3 separate regions of the Gossypium hirsutum genome follow, and regions 2 and 3 are each linked to region 1. The links are chromatin contacts, called in public Hi-C maps. All regions are on one chromosome and are shown on one strand. The core of a region is the stretch at or near the end of the contact, and the rest is flanking DNA. Distances in the headings are between cores, read along the strand shown.

Region 1 (2,700 bases), core at 78-2,577:
CTTTTCAATTTCTACGAGTCAGCATTCTACCCTTCTTATAAAAAATAAGAGAAATTAATCTTTATATATTAGATCAAAAAGTAATTTGATTATTTCTATTAAAAATTTCATCAATTTGTACAGCGTGGTTGATAAAACTACCAGATTATAACATATGTATCTCATGCTAACATATAAGGGCTAATTTTTAAGAGTATAATTTGATAAATAAAGGATTTGCTCTTTGAACTGATTAACCCATTTTTTAAATAGAGCGAGGCAAAAATATAATCAAACTCTTAGTACAAGATCTTCGTCATACTTTACCTTCAATTTTTTATAAGGATAAAATTACCTAGAAAATATTATAAGAAATTGAAATGTTGAAAAATATGAGTAATTGTGAGTTGGGTGATTATGAAATCTAGGTTTCTTATAGGACTATAAACGCTGAATTCTCGTAACATATAATTATTTATTATGTTAATAAAGTGATATTAACGAAATTTGTAATAACAATAGTTTAAGATAACATATTTTTCGAAATAAATTTATTTAATAAAAAAAAGAATGAAATCACTTGGAATATCATTTCCATTCATTTTTAAGTTAAAAATCTAATTACAGAACAGTAAACTTATATATAGCTTTATCAAATGGATCATAAAAAAATTCAATTTATTTTTAGATCACTGAGATTTTAGATGTTTGAAATTGAGAAAATTGATTCCCTTACTTACTTTCACAAAAGACAAAAAAAAAATACTAATTTTTATTTGGTTTATATGAAATCTTCCAGACATTTTTTTTAAAAATTTGCATTTATGTAATTTATATATTAATTTGGTTTTTTTTTTACTAATCTTTTGGTGGGATTATCAACAGATTATGAGATTGCAATAATTCTGTTCAAGATTGAAAGAAGAGGAGAGAAAAGAAAACATATTTAAAATTCTTGGAAAATCGTATATATTCGTTTCCGTCATTAAAAGTGTAATAAACATTTAAAAGTTGAAGTGAAAAACTTGTAAGGTTGGAATGAAGGCCTTGGTTAAAAAATATTGAATTCCTTACTCTTAAACCTAACCATTGTTGAAACTAATAAACATGACCCAAATCAAGATTAGTATTTTTTTATATGAAGAAACAGACATACAAAAAGAAGATTTATTTGAAGTAGGAGATTTAAGGGTTGCTCCACCCCCACCTCTACTGTGAAGCACTTAATCACCCATCTAGAGAGACAAACATATTATTATAACCCATTATTCAAATTGATTAGATTTAGAACTAAGATTTATTAACCAATATTTAATTTAAAAATTAAGAGAAACAGAAGAGTAGAGGGTCACATGGCATGTGAGCCAACAACAGCAGTTTCCACTCCTCCCCACTTTGATGAATACCCTTCTTACTCTCTTCACTTCCTCTTTTGACTCCATTTTTCTCTTTCTTTCAGTAACATACAAACCCAACTTTTCTCTCTCTCTTCACTAAAACCAGAGCCCAAAGCTCTCTCCTTTAATGGCAGGCTCATACCTTAAACACCTCTCTTTGTTTCTCTTGTTTTCATTGTTATAATAAACAAGTTCAAAATTTCCACCCATCCCTACAAATATGAGACCTTTATTTGTCTTTCTCACCTTCACCGTCACCTTTCTTATCTGCTTTGAAGTTCTTGTGGTGTCTTCTTTAAACAGCAAAGATTCTCAGTTACTGCTCAGCTTCAAAGCTAGCTTGCCTGACCAATCTCTGCTTCAAAGCTGGGTACCTAAACAAGACCCTTGTAGCTTCAATGGTGTAACATGCCAAGACTCAAAGGTTTCCTCTATTGAACTCAGTGACACCTCCTTGAGCACCGATTTTCACTCTGTTGCTGCCTTCCTTTTAGCGTTGGAAAACTTGGAATCCCTTACTTTGTTGAAAGCCAACATCTCTGGCAACATTTCTTTCCCTTATGGATCCAAGTGTAGCTCCTTGTTAACCAGTTTGGATCTGTCTCAAAACACCTTGTCTGGTCCCCTTTCAACCCTTTCCACCTTGGGTTCTTGCCCAAATTTGAAGTCTCTCAATTTATCAACCAACAAACTCGAGTCTTCTGGTGAAGAACAAACCAGGGGTTTGCAGCTAAGTTTGGAAGTTCTCGATCTTTCTTTCAACAAGCTGTCGGCTGGAAACTTGGTCCCTTGGATTCTTCACGGTGGTTGCAATGACTTGAAGCACTTGGCTTTGAAGGGAAACGTGATTACTGGTGACATAAACGTCTCCAACTGCAAAAAACTCAAGTTTTTGGACGTTTCTTGGAATAATTTCTCAATGGGGACGCCTTCATTTGGTGACTGTTTAAGTTTAGAACACCTCGATGTGTCTGCCAACAAGTTTTCCGGTGACATTGGTCGTGAAATCTCTTCATGTCTGAACTTAAACTTCTTGAATCTATCTAGCAACCAGTTTTCCGGTCGGGTTCCAGGTTTACCAATATCCAAATTGGAACGTCTTTATTTAGCCGGTAATAAGTTTCAAGGACAGATTCCTCTGTATCTGACTGAAGCTTGTGCAACTCTTGTGGAGCTGGATCTTTCTTCAAACAATCTTTCTGGTATGATTCCTAGTAGCTTTGCTTCTTGTTCTTCTTTGGAATCTTTCGATGTATCCACCAACAACTTCACTGGTAAACTTCCCATTGAGATATTCCAGAATATGAGGTCCTTGAAGAAGCTT
Region 2 (2,700 bases), core at 109-2,608, 130 kb before region 1:
TTCCAAACCAGGTACTCTTGGAAGGCTTACTTGCTGTATGAACAATTATATGATTAATATGCATAAAAGAATACGCTTTTAAATAATTTAACAAACTTTAATTACTAATATACAGACGTTTGAAAAATATTTTGCTGGATTGTTGATATTAAAATACTATAAAATATGTAGAGAAAAGTATAATATTTCAAAATAATTTAAAACATTCAAATAAAAAAATTTATCCCAGAATGATATTCAAGATTGTCTTTCGTAGACTGAACCCAACAAAGTAAAAGAACTAGAATTAAATGGAGTAACATGCCTAACATATCATATAAAATAGTCCGTAAAATGTAGGATCCAAGGGCATCAACAAAGTATTTCATAGTTATCCAGTTTAGTTGCAAAGTTCAATTCAAAGCATATGCGATTGGCAGAGGCAAATAGCTAATTGGCAACTAAGGAAAGCAAGAAATGAAAAATACCTGCAAATAAGCAACTATATCAACAGTTGTAGCCCTTGACCCTTCTTCTTGCTGCCTCAGAATCCATTGATAGAGTTTCTCCTGCAAAGGGAAAAAAGATCTATACACTTAGAGAGGAAGGTATTTCACAATGAAAACAAATTCCATACACCAAAACCAGCAAGGAATAATACAGAAATTTTAACATTTTACAAATTAATTAAGTTTTCATTGCTTCAACATTTCACATAAATGTTAAAAAGAAAATTCATATAAGATTACAAATGATTAATTGCTTTTGACAGAACAACTAACAACATAATAATTGTTGCGCATAAAAGCAAAATCAAACAGTTCGTTGCACGTGAGATTTAAACTAAGGAGATTTCATAGTTTATTTTAGATATTATAATACAAAGGATATAACATTTAAAATAAAGCGATTTCATTAGGTATTTGGTTATCACAACAAATATCGGATTCAATCAAGCATAAAAAAATCATAGGAATCAACCACGAATAAAATATTATTAAGCAAATAGATACAAAGAGGGATAGGAAGCGAACCAGCGCGTGACGTTCACCGGCCTGAAAAGAAAGGCGTTGGTGGTTCATAGCCTGGGTGTAAAGCTGGGAGAGGGAGTTTGCAGCGCTGCAAAAACTGGTGTACATGGTCCGATCAACCTCGTCAAGGCGCGAGGCGTCGGATTTTCTCTTCTTCGTCATGTTTAATTTTCTAATTGAAAATAAATTACAAGTAAATAAATAAAACTGCTACGATAGAGCGAAAGAGGGTTTTATTTTCTGAAAAAAAATTTTAAATGATGCAGATTTACATGAAATCGAAGAAGAATTGTAGATTAGGGTAGAGAGGAAATGCGGATGTTTTGAGTTGGAAAGAGACGATTATGATTTACGAAAGAAGTAGCAGGGAGTTTTTATATGAGCTACATCACATGGGCCCTTATGGGCCGCCTTTCATCGCTCTTTTTTTTATTATATACGTTTGAAATAAAAATAAAAATTATATGAAATAATATTTTTTTGAAAAAAAAGATAATTAATAATGTAAATTATCCATATGATTTTTTTTAGAAATCTAATCTTTATATTCTATTCTGTCAATTTATGACATCAATTTAATCTAGTATTTAAAGACAGTATAGATATTTATTGAAAAATAAAAAAAGGATTGTATTTATCTTTTTTCTGCACGGTTGAAAAATAGGAGAAAAATATATTATTTAATTAACTTTCCCTTTACTTTTAGGAAAAAGAATAATTGATATTCTGTAAGCATATATAGATTTAACTTCTTTTTTTATCTAATTAATTACTGGACACATATACACAAACAAGCAGCATAGGTTATGGGCTTGGTAAACAAAATATATTGAAATTTGTAAGCTACATAAAATGCCTAGGTCCAGTCTGGTCAATCTCGGAGAACTCAAACATGCTTGCTCAAGATTGAGCCTGTTGGATATGAAAAAGTATATTAAAATAATAAATAATATTTTATATTTATATCTCAAAATAAAATAACTCGAAAAAATTGGTTTTCTTCTTATTTTGTATATTTTATAAAAAAAAGTATGTAATAAATTTATAAATTTATATTAAATATTAGAACATTGACCAGAATTCGTCATTAGAAGAATGTGTTAATGAAACTACGAAGAGTGGTTTATGCAAATGGATTCCTGAAAGAAACATAAAAGGATCTTTGATTGCTTTGGATTAGTATTAGTACTTTACAACTTTAGCTTGGTCATCATCCGCAAGGGGTTGCCTGGAACACAAGGTATTGTAGGTTAGTAAACCTAACACGCTAAGCAATGCTATATTGCCGGAATTTTCAACAGTTGTTTGTTTCTTGCTAGATTGGGATGATGGCTAGAACTAGATGTCTCCCCATTCAAGCGAATACCACCATTATTAGACAAATATAATTATATGACAATAGCACATTAACATTGAACTTGCAATACATTTCAAGATACTTTTCAGATTCCTAGCCTTTCAAGATATTTTACAAGAAAAAAAGCAGAAAGCAGCAAATGAATGACCATAGAAATTTCAGAAAGGAAAATCTTGGTGTGGACTATCATCAGCATGCATGTCCATGCAATCGTTAGTGCTTGGGGAATCAGTTTCTCTGTTTTGTAGGTTAGTGTGGTATGTTTCATTATTTCGAGGTTCATTGGTAGAGGAGCTGATGTTATTTGCTCCCGGGACTGAGTGGTAGTGCTGA
Region 3 (2,700 bases), core at 7-2,506, 190 kb after region 1:
TTTTAGAAGTGCTTTTGAAAAACACTTATGAAAAATTAAAAATTTCAGTCAAAATTAGCTTGTTTAGCATAGCTTTTCTTCCAAAAGTACGTACTTTTGAAGTCAGAAGTACTTTTTTTAAGCACCACTAAACAAGCCCAGTACCATGAACAATTTTAAACAAGGGTAAACTACATTATTAGTCACTAAATTTTAGGTAGGTTTTGGTTTTAGTCATTTAATTATAAAAAGTTATAATTTGGTCATTGAATTATTCAAAAATTTTCGTTTAAGTCACTAGAGTGTTAAAATCGATGTTATATGGCTTTCTCTACTCGCACTGCCTGTATAAATTGAAAGCTTTCTTTTCTCTTCTCTTTTACAATTTAGTTTTTTTTTTATAAAACAACTTTAGACGTCATGAATTTAGGAACCAAAATTTAAACAAATTTTTTCTACAATCTCCGACATTGGCTGTTAGATTGACTTGGATCTGAGATATGTTCTTCTACTCGTCGATGGGTACTAATCTACCGTACTGGTCGTCGTTGGTTGGAGCTCACTAGCGGAGCTTAAAAGAAGAAAAAACTTAACAGCCCAGTGACTTAAGTAAAAACTTTTGAATAGTTCAATGACTTAAAATAAAAACTTTTGAATAGTTTAGTGACTTAAATGAAAACTTTCGAATAGTTTAGTAATCAGATTGTAATTTTTCTTAGTTAAGTGATAAAAACGAAAACTTACCCATAATTTAGTAACTAATAATGTAGTTTACCCTTTACTTGAATATCCTTGGTTATCTTAATGCATTTAATTCAGTCCCTCTTTGGCTGCTTGAATATTATGTTCCGCAATGCAAAAGAATTTTTTTTGCATGATTTGCTTCTATTTTATGTTGGGATTAGAGATAAATTATGTGTTAAAGTTCAAACGAAGATGACAATGAAATGCTCAATGTCAAAGAATCAGAACACAATTAATTCACGGCTTATATGATTTAAAACTGTAAATTACAAATACGCTAGTTGCATTGACAAACGACCCCTCAAATTCTGTGGAGCTCTACAAAAACAAGTCTCAAATTCTAAAGTAATTAAAGCAATGGCCCTACAACAAAGCTCTTAGATCCTCTGGTTACTGAGTTTGACTGTCCTTTAGCTTAAACCATGACAAAAGACAGCAGTATCTAGCTATCTAGATACTAGTTGAGACCAGTTATGGGCAAGCGTTCATTCAATTGGGTTTTGCAAGTAGTGTATATCCCTTGTATTGGGGTTGGACTATGAATTTTGAGCCATACCTTGTTTCCTTAGAGATGTAAAAAAGGATAAAGGAAGTGAGGCTGACCTAGTTACACCCATGCATGCTAGTGATGATTTGGGATTAGATATCTGGGTGTGGGCTATCTCTTTGCCTTTGCTATGCTTTGCTTGCTGCTACTCTTTTATCTCTTCTTCCCCCTACTGGATAACATCATAACGCTGCTTCATGATTCTTGTGGGGACTTAGCCAGATTGGCTAACTGCCACTAAAAGACCCCACCACCCCACATGCACTTCCCCCCTCCTCCTATCTGCCTTTTAACTCACCCATCTCTTTTCTAGCTGTTCTTTTATTTATAACCCCCATGGCTCGGGAGAGACTAAACATTTCCTTTCTTGGTTACTTGCCAAAAACCCCACTCTCATAAGACTCTCTAGCTTTCGAGGACAGACATGGAAGTGGCTGTTGAGCTTGAAGATGATCTGTTTTTTGCAGACTTGAGCAAGCAAATCTCTTTGCTAATCATGGATGATGAAGACCCAGTTTCAACATGTCCTTCAGTTTCCTTCCAGGTTTTTATAACCATCTACATATGTTTCTTTTTCATGGATTTTCTGGTATTATTAACTTCACAGCTTCATGGATTGAAATTTTTGTCCTGTCAAAACTTTTTGCAGACATTTTCTGCAGCAAATTATCTAATAACACAATCTCCATATCTCCAAGAACAAATCTGCAGAAGAGAAAGCAAAGGCACTGGAGTTTTTATCCCAAAGGCATCACATCCTAGAAGGAAGCATAGGCAAGGCAGATATAGTTCATTCAACAGGAAGTCTAACAGGCACCATGATAACACTACAAAAATGGCTTCTCAGCCATCTTATGATAATTCTTTTTACCCAAGGAAAGGCTAAGGATTCACATCTTCATCAAGTGTATGACTTAATAAAAGGAAAATCACTACTAAACCCCTTGTCAACAGCTGCTCAAGGCAAGACAAGGCAAGGCAGGTTTAAGGATCTTATAATTACATATATATATATGTACATGTATATATATAGATTCATCATGAATTATGTATACGTGCAAGAAAAATAATTGATTCTGCTCCTAATAAGTGAGTCTTGAAGAGGTTCACCAAAGGGTCTGCCTCCCAAAATCATGGATATGTATGGTGATTTTTATGTAAGTGTGATATAGGGGAAAAAGTATGTATTTGTTTCTCAATGTAATTGATTATATATATTAATTTATTGATGTTAGAGTTTTTATTTAATAATATTTTTTTTCCTTTATTGCCTATTCCTTCATCCATCTAACTATCCAAGCAACTATACTGGACCAAAGCATTGCATTTGAAAAATTGACCTGCGAGTTATCAATGGAAATTCAATAAAACGACCGGCCGGATCAATCAAAATATGGTCTTATTCATTATGGGACTGTTCAAGGCCTTAT

What was found. A called contact is a pair of places that touch in the nucleus more often than the background predicts.
Region 2: a Hi-C map of leaf shows a contact between it and region 1, with 1.8 times the contacts expected there. The contact joins the promoter of LOC107950596 here to the promoter of LOC107950600 in region 1. A contact is called at or near these places in 2 of 34 Hi-C or Micro-C datasets (both in leaf).
Region 3: a Hi-C map of leaf shows a contact between it and region 1, with 2.3 times the contacts expected there. The contact joins the promoter of LOC107950369 here to the promoter of LOC107950600 in region 1. A contact is called at or near these places in 2 of 34 Hi-C or Micro-C datasets (callus and leaf).

Annotation. Positions count from the first base shown.
Region 1 is chrD03:6,891,527-6,894,226 of Gossypium_hirsutum_v2.1, reverse strand. LOC107950600 (protein BRASSINOSTEROID INSENSITIVE 1) reads left to right here and starts at 1,327. Exons shown (of 1, transcript XM_016885478.2): 1 at 1,327-2,700. The coding sequence starts at 1,597.
Region 2 is chrD03:7,025,593-7,028,292 of Gossypium_hirsutum_v2.1, reverse strand. It overlaps LOC107950596, which reads right to left and starts at 1,358. Exons shown (of 3, transcript XM_016885474.2): 1 at 1,014-1,358; 2 at 468-548. The coding sequence starts at 1,172. LOC107950597 reads right to left here. Exons shown (of 3, transcript XM_016885475.2): 3 at 2,399-2,700. The coding sequence ends at 2,526.
Region 3 is chrD03:6,696,748-6,699,447 of Gossypium_hirsutum_v2.1, reverse strand. LOC107950369 reads left to right here and starts at 1,256. Exons shown (of 2, transcript XM_016885209.2): 1 at 1,256-1,814; 2 at 1,920-2,504. The coding sequence starts at 1,695. The coding sequence ends at 2,156.